Linked DNA regions of Mus musculus: region 1 is linked to region 2. The links are chromatin contacts, called in public Micro-C maps. All regions are on one chromosome and are shown on one strand. Each heading gives the region's core, a stretch centred on a gene start, on an enhancer-like site or on the middle of the called end of the contact. The rest is flanking DNA. Distances are from core to core; before and after follow the strand shown.

Region 1 (3,984 bases), core at 1,405-3,904, 62 kb before region 2:
GGCAGTACTTACTGCCAAAGGGCTTTCCACTACTCGATGCATCCATGAATTGAGGCTAAAGTAAATTATATAAGACTTAGAATTCTGCTTCTCGTAGCTTTCAGCTAATAGAGAACAACATAAGTGCTTCAAACCCTAAGAAGAAAATATGAAATTGCCCATGATGCTTAATTTGTAGGCTTTGAGAGGTATAATCTATTACTATTGACTTCAGGCTTCTAGCTATAGGCATACATGCATGATTAATTCTTGGCAGTTCAGAACAAAAGAGATGCCTTTGACCAGAATACACTATTTATATGATCAGAACCAGAGGACCCATAAATGAACCAGGTAGACCCACAAATGAACCAGTTAGACCCACCAAAGCAAACTAGTCCCAATCTAACTGCACAATGTCAAAGAGAATTAAATATGAGAGACACCTGAGCAAACTGCCAACAGGACATAGAATTCCCCAACATCAAGGAGTTCACATCACATTACAAAGTGTCACCAATTCTCGATAGTCAAGATATTTTCAAAGCAACTGTAGTAATAAAATGCAATCCTGAAATAAACACAGGAAGCACTGACATTTGACTAATCCTCAGGCTGTTTCCTACCCTCTTTGCTACTGACTATTTCATCTAGAATAACTTTGATATATCTTCTTAATCCCTAAAGCTTACTAATACATGAGCAACATCACTTGTTGAGTTCAGTTTTCTGAGCCCTGCACCAGGTTCTATGGATAAGGTAAGCCTTCTGGAATCATTAGGAGAAATGAACAGTACATTCTTTGGGTCTGTCATTCTCAATGTCTCTATAAAAACATAAAGGTAATATTAAATTCACAAAAACACTAGTATAATATATCCTCTCTCCGATCTAAAATTCACAGTCATCACTATACAGAATATAGTATGTACACTGTCTATAAGAAGCACTTGATCAGAGGCCAACTTTAGTCTTTCATCTTGTGTGATGTAAATAAAGACATGTAACAAATTAGAGATCAGGAAATTGATCCAATCTCAAGCTGAAGGAGAAAGTTCAGTTCGATGATATTTGAAGTAGTGGGTGATAGGTTTGTGTGGGACCATGAAAGGCAGCCTATTTTCTGGTCGTGCTAGGTTTAAACCCTGGAGACCCAGCAGGTGTTCCTGCAAGGAATGGAAGGCCCATTTGCCATGTTGCCAGTCACTAGGCTCCTGATACAAGGCCCCAGCTCCATAATTCTGTGGCCATCAGTCACGTAGAACAATGTGTTAAGTCCCTGGTATTCTGTCTGGACTCCACCCCCACAGTTACCTGGCAATAGCCTGGTAGGCCCGGTCCACTATAAAAGGAGCCGTTTGCCCCCTCCTCCCTCTCTTACTCCTGCTTGCTTCTCTCTTCCCTCTTGCTCCTCCTCTCTCCACATTCCCTTCTCCCCTCTTCATGTGGCCATGGCCGATCTCTACTTCTCTACATTTTCTTCTGTCTTTCTCTACCTCTTCTACCCTCTTGGGTCCCCTTCCTGTCATGACAATACACACCTTAAAACCATGGGCTGTCTCTTCTCATCAGGATCCACCTTGCTGGAGCAATGGAGCAGGTCTTCCTCTAAAGAGCTGAGTCTAATCTCACACAGACATCCAGGAGGCATCTGCGGTAATCAAGAGCCTGAGAACCTGTCAAAGCTGACTTCCATGCAGGCTTGGGGACCCCAAGCCAATTCTGGCAGGTCTGTTGAGACCTCAGACTGTGCTTTCCCACCCCTGGAGCAGGGTCCTGCGGCTTCTCACAGCCTGATGCTTGCAAGGTGGCTTGCAGTCAAACTTTCCATGTCTCACCTCACCCAGTGGCCCTTTGGGCCAGTCTTAGGGGGCTCACTTTTTAACCCACAGGTTTACATGCATGTCTTTGCTTTCTTTTATAAAATAAATCAAGTTGAATATATACAACACAAAGTCAAACTGGTAGGGAAGTGGATATAAATGTGTAAAGACACGGAAATGGTGGGTAATATGATAAACATACAATGTACATATGGTATTCTCAAAAAAAATTTAAACATGTCTTTCTTACATGCATCCAACTTAAATAATATTTATCCATAAAGAACACTGTTACTAACAAAGCTCCAAATGTTTAACTACAAATGTTATCATAATTATGTTAGCATTGTTTTAAATGTTAGGAGATTTTCATTCTCTTTCCAAAATAATCTAGAGGCAAAAAAGCAAAAACATAATTGGGTTCATTTCTCCATATACAATAAACATACTATACTGATTATATATCTTAATGTGTGCATCCTGTAGTGTTTTATGGCAAACTTGGATGTCTATTAGCCATGAGTATCACTAAACTAACGAGTTTACAACACATATTTCCAAACTTAATGGTACTTGAAGAAAGCTTAATTTTATTTAATATCTTTTATCCAAAATATTGTGTAATTATATGTAGAGAGCCGAGTGTGGCACTAGTGGAGACAGAGTGACATGGCTCCTCCCCTTGTTACAGGTCCCTGGTGTAAGCCTCCACAAGTATTGATGGCAACTGTGGACATAAGGCTTGTTTGTGTTGTAATGTACATGTATTTTGAACCCATAGTATTAGAGGACTCTTACCTTCTGAGTAATAGCCTCCCTGTTGATGTTAATGACTCCATGCTAATTAGAAACAGCAGGTGTCCAGGAGTCCAGAGTGTGCTGTCTCAGGAAAATGGTGAACACTAGGCCCTTCAGGACAGCCTTTAAGGGTATGGGGAAAAGCTCTAAATACATGAGTTCAAAAATATATAATTTTTAAATATGTAAAAGGATAAGGATACAATATAAATTATGACAGGCTTCATGAATCTAAAGGAACAGAGGTAGCTACACTATGATCCAGCTTGTCAGAAAGATACATAAAGAAAGGCAGATACAAATGCAGATGAATTCCTAAATTCAGGGTCAGCCTAGGACAAAGCAAGCTTAGGCCCAGGCCTCTTTGGAATGCTAATTTCAGGACACAGTGGGAACCCAGCTACCTTATCCTCTGTGTTTAACAGAGGCAGAAGGATCTCTGAATTCTTTTGCAAAGTTAAGAAAAAAATGTGTGTTTGCTGTTTCCTAAGAACTAAGGAACTGGGGTCACTGGATGCTGCTGCTTAGAATAATCAAAAGGAAGCCTGAAGTAAATGACTGCTTCTTCTCATCGGAATCCACCTTGCTGAAGTAAATGACTGGGTTGATAAGTAAAACAAAAGATTAGACCTGTGTTCTTCAGGAGATGAACCATCCAGAAATATTTTTAGGATACTCACTAATAAGTGGATATTGGCCAAAAATGTTGAGAATACACAGGATACAATCCATAGAACTCAAGAAGGTTAACAAGCTGAAGGGCTCAAGTAAGGATGCTCAATTCCACTTGGGAAGAAGAAGAAAGCAGTCACTGGTGGGGGTGGAGAGGGAGGGAAGGATCTGGGTGGGAAAGGGGACAGGAAGTGGAAGAGGGGAACATAATCATGTATTGGGGGAGGGACAGTACTGAAGCCCTGAGGGCCAGCAGAAAGAATGGAAACAGGCAACCTGGAGAGGTAGGAGTTGGGGGGACCCTCCAGATTGTAGCAGACACCTGGGAGGTGAGAGAATCTCAGGAATCAAAGGGAGGGACCTTGGATGAAATGTCCTACAGTGGGGAGAGGGAGTCCACCTCCAGTAGAAAGACAGGGCATCAAGTGGAGGGATGTGGCTGCCATCCCACAGTCAAAAACTCTGACCCAGCATTGTTCCTGTCTGAAAGAACTGCAGGGTCAAAAATGGAGAAGAGCCTAAGGAAAAGGATGTCCAGTGACAGGCCCAAATTGGGATCCAGCACTGTAATTATTTCAATACTAACAGTACTAACTCCTCCCTCCCCAGGTTGATATTCTGTTCCTTTAGGTATAGCAATGAAAGAAATTGAAACCTGGCATTTAACATCTTCTTTTTATCTGAAGATACAATAGATTAACAACTGATAATC
Region 2 (3,827 bases), core at 375-2,874:
TTGTTTCTAGAAAAGCTTGCAGACACCAGCGTCCAAACTCTCCCATTCGGTGGGTTTTCTAGCAATTTCTAGCTATTTGATTATGAGGAAGAAGGAGGGAAAGGCTGGCAGAGCAACCAGGCAATTTGCAAAACTGAAAAAAAAAATCCAATTCCTTTCAGGATTTTCCACCTCTCATCGTTTACTCTGTTTTCTAATTCGTACTCTTTTACGACCTGTTCAGCCATATGGACTACATAAAATCATAGGTATCCTGGCCTCTGCAAGCCCTAGAATTAATAGAATTGACAGAGTCTAGAAAGTTTTCATTCTTAAATGTTGGTGCAGCATTTTTAAAAGCAGACAGAATACACAGTTATTAAATCTTCCTAATTGATATTATGTTGTCAAACAGACTGAAATATCGCACGTAAATGTCTATTAACAAAGACAAGCTCCATCAAGAAAAACTAAGACGCTGTGTGTGTGTGTGTGCGTGTGCGTGTGTGTGTGTGTGTGTGTGTGTGTGTCGGGGTGAGGTAGGGGTGTTCCTTGACTGCCAGCCCACACTTGAGAGTTTCCCCAACAGCAGCTGTATCTCCCTCACTCTACCTTGGCACGCTATTTCTAGCTGCAGCGTTCAGCTTCCTGTTCAAGTCCCATTCTACATTGTAAACACATTCCAAGAAAACTAGACTGCCCAGAGTTCCCTCCTGCAAACAGGGAAATCAGCCCAGCAGCCCCAGGATAGAGAGCCAGTTGGGCCACCACCAGGAGGTGGACCAGAGCAAGCAAGCTTGGCAAGCTGAGTCCCACTAACATAACGCCCGCAGAAGCGGGGATCTGACCGGCCTAGCCAAAGGGCAGCCGCATGGACACCGCCCGAGAGTGGGGGCCCTACCCACGTAGGGCTTTAAAGTATCTGCGGCCCAGTCACAAGCTCCTTGCCGCCTCCCCTGCCGCTGCCCACATTTTTACAGCGACCCAAACAAAGCGAGACCAAGCTGGAGGAAGTTGGCTCTCGGGTCGCCTAGTTGACCCAGCGATGCCTCCTTTTGCTGAGCAGCCTCTGTTCCATGCACCCGCAGCGGGCGGGATGGTCCAGCGTCCCCCCACCGCTTGCTCCCGACGCCTGCTAGCCCCCACCTCGCCCAGAAGTTCCTCCTTGGGTCGAGGGGAGGATGCGGCGGGAAGGCACAGGGCTGGCGTCCCTGGGTGGCCCCATCTTCCTCCCTCACTGCCCCCGCCTGCAGCAACAGGTCCCTCTTTCAGTGCCCACAGACTCCCTGTGCCCTCGGGGTCGGAATCTGCGCAACCTATAAGCGGTCGCAGCCCGGTGCCCTCCTCACCCTCCTGCTAACTGCGCTTTCCTCTCGGGGTCTGTTCCTGGTTCCGCGCCACCTGGCCATAGCTGGCCGGACCAGAGACGCTCCCGCTTCCTACCCTGGCTTGTAGAGGGATGCGGTCGCAGGGCTGGGGCAGGCACAGGAGCTCCGGGAACCGTGGCCCACGATCGCGTGTTCGTATCCCACAGGAAAACTTTGTGCAGGTTCGAAAGGCACTGGGCTCCGGACCCTAGGGCTCTGGTCCTCTCCCTCCTTCTAATCCGCTGAAGCCCAAACTGGTGCTGGCGACGGCAGGGGCTGGGTCGGGACTCCCGGTTGCTGAGGGCTAGGATCGCCGGGCTCCCCCTCTCGGCCAGAAGAAAACTCCGGCTCTGTGTGCGCACTAGGGACGCTGGTGGGGTTTTCTGCAGTAATGCAGAACTGTCCTGCTTTTAAAGGCAGACCTGGAGAGGTTAGGGAGTAAGACAGAAAGAAACCGGTTTCCAGAAGAAGCTGTCCATTCTTATTTCAGACGGAGAGAAAACACCGGCCCCGCCCCACTTCCACAGCTCCAGGTTTCCTTTTAAACCTCCTCCCACAGATGCTGTTTGGTAAGAATTTAAAACACCTCTGAGGTTTAACAAAAAAGAAAGTGACACAGAAAGGGCATAAATATAAGTGAGGAGGGCTCTCCACAGCCTCGTGAAACGCAGCTGCAGGGACTAGACTTTTTCTTTTCTTTTTTCTTTTCTTCTCTTCTCTTCTCTTCTCTTCTCTTCTCTTCTCTTCTCTTCTCTTCTCTTCTTTCTTTCTTTCTTTCTTCCTTCCTTTCTTTCTTTCTTTCTTTCTTTCTTTCTTTCTTTCTCTTTTAAACTCTGTCTGAATCTTTGCACGTTACCCCTCCCCCCCGTGGGGCGGTGAAAGGTAGCTGGTCCCTGGTTGAGCTAAGGCTAAATGCCCAGGAGACCATGAAGGGACAGTAGGAGTTTTTGCCTGCTCCTGGACACCAGGCCTCTGTCACTAGCTGTAGCCCCACCTCCATCCTCCATAGATTTGTGGTCATCAGTTACATAAGCGCAACTCCCCAAGCCCCTCCACAGGTAGAGGATATGACCTGTGGTCACATAGGCTCAAATCTAATCTCTATTTTAATGAGGTACTCTCCCTGTAAAAGGTATTTAATCTCAGGCCCACCCTGAGAAGGGGGGTATGGTTTTACACATCCACTTTCTGCCATGACAATAAATGCCTTAAAACCAAGGACTGCCTCTTTTCTTCAGGATCTGCCGCAGGGAGACACGGAGATGACCTTTGTCTACAGAGCCACTGTGTAATCTTCCATAGAAGGCCTCTCTGTGCTCCCAGCCAGGACCCAAGCCCAAGCTAAACTCAAGCCAAGGACTCTCCCCTGAGACCAGCCAGAGCTCCTCCCTTCTTTCCCCCACCCTGGCCCTGGGCTAGATCCAACCCTCGGGCCCCCACTCTGCTTTCAGCTCTTCCTCAGCTTCCAGCCGCACCTGGATGTCCAAGAGCCTGAGAACCAGAAGACCAGGTCTTATCACAGGCCTGGGGAGCTCCAAGCCAGCTCTGGCTGTCCTGCACCTCAGGCTGTGCTTCCCCACCCCCGGAGCAGAGTCCCGTGGCTTCCCTGCAGCCCAACACCCACCCAGGGACAGTGTGGGGTAAGTCCTGTCAAGATTCCCAAGCGCCGGTGCCCTGTAGTGGAGTGGACTTGGGACCCACAACCCTACATCCCCCTACTCCAACACCCTCCCTCCAAAATAATAGGACAACTTTCTCGACAGCCACATTCTACTTATTAGCAATCTTTCTGTGCTTACCTCAGAATTCAGAACAGAAATGGTGTGGAGTTGAGAGGAAAACAGCAAACCATTCCTTTTTTTCTGTAGACCAGGCTGGCCTCGAACTTGAACTCAGAAATTCGCCTCTCTCTGTCTCCCAAGTGCTGGGATTAAAGGCATGCGCCACCACACCCAGCCACAGCAAACTATTCTTAAATGAGCCTGGTAAACTTCTGACTGGGAAAAGAAGAAGAACACATCCTCATAAGAGAGAATCTTGGAGCGTGAGAGGACCGCTGAGAACCTTTCTGGGAAGATAATCCTTAAAATTTAGCTGTCCCAATTTTAGTTCGGATGTAAAAATAAAGGGGAAAGATATAAAGCGGTTTACACGGCTAACATGCGTAAATATCGATGTGCTTTGGAACATGATGTAGTCCAAGCCAGGGCAGAGGCAGCAGAGGGACCGAAATCCATTTCAGACCCCTTTCTTACTCTTTCTCTTTTCCAGGACACTCTTGTTACCTATCCAATTACAATAGGAGAAAAGACTTAGGTGTTATTTATAGTTTATGGCAGTCAAGTGTACAGGGGTTAAAATAGACGAGTTTTAGAGAAAGAAGACAGAAAAAAAAAAAAGGTTCTTAAACATTCCATCATATTTTGCTGTAATTTGAAGAGACAGGATATGCTAGTGGAAATTCCTCTCCAAACATTTTAT

Evidence for each region. A called contact is a pair of places that touch in the nucleus more often than the background predicts.
Region 1: a Micro-C map of embryonic stem cells shows a contact between it and region 2, with 2.0 times the contacts expected there. The contact joins the enhancer-like site here to the promoter of Gulp1 in region 2. A contact is called at or near these places in 4 of 39 promoter capture datasets (the 3T3-L1 cell line, embryonic stem cells, liver and 1 more), 3 of 484 Hi-C or Micro-C datasets (embryonic stem cells and muscle stem cells), 4 of 115 datasets of contacts at active chromatin or transcription factors (embryonic stem cells and neural progenitor cells) and 3 of 9 other capture datasets (adipose tissue, liver and pancreatic islet).

What each region holds. Positions count from the first base shown.
Region 1 is chr1:44,612,496-44,616,479 of GRCm38.p6, reverse strand. The region is part of intron 1 of Gulp1 (GULP, engulfment adaptor PTB domain containing 1); the gene reads right to left. Among named protein-coding and RNA genes, the nearest start is that of Gulp1, 63 kb to the right of the region's middle. Within about 2 kb of position 2,654, at least 10 of the 459 cell types and tissues checked have an H3K27ac peak or open chromatin away from gene starts, as enhancers often do. A contact at or near this core is called in embryonic stem cells and stem cell-derived epiblast-like cells, where this site is marked.
Region 2 is chr1:44,549,468-44,553,294 of GRCm38.p6, reverse strand. It overlaps Gulp1 (GULP, engulfment adaptor PTB domain containing 1), which reads right to left and starts at 1,624. Exons shown (of 11, transcript NM_028450.3): 1 at 1,423-1,624. Gm39635 (a long non-coding RNA gene) reads left to right here and starts at 1,838. Exons shown (of 3, transcript XR_865406.1): 1 at 1,838-1,915; 2 at 2,585-2,986.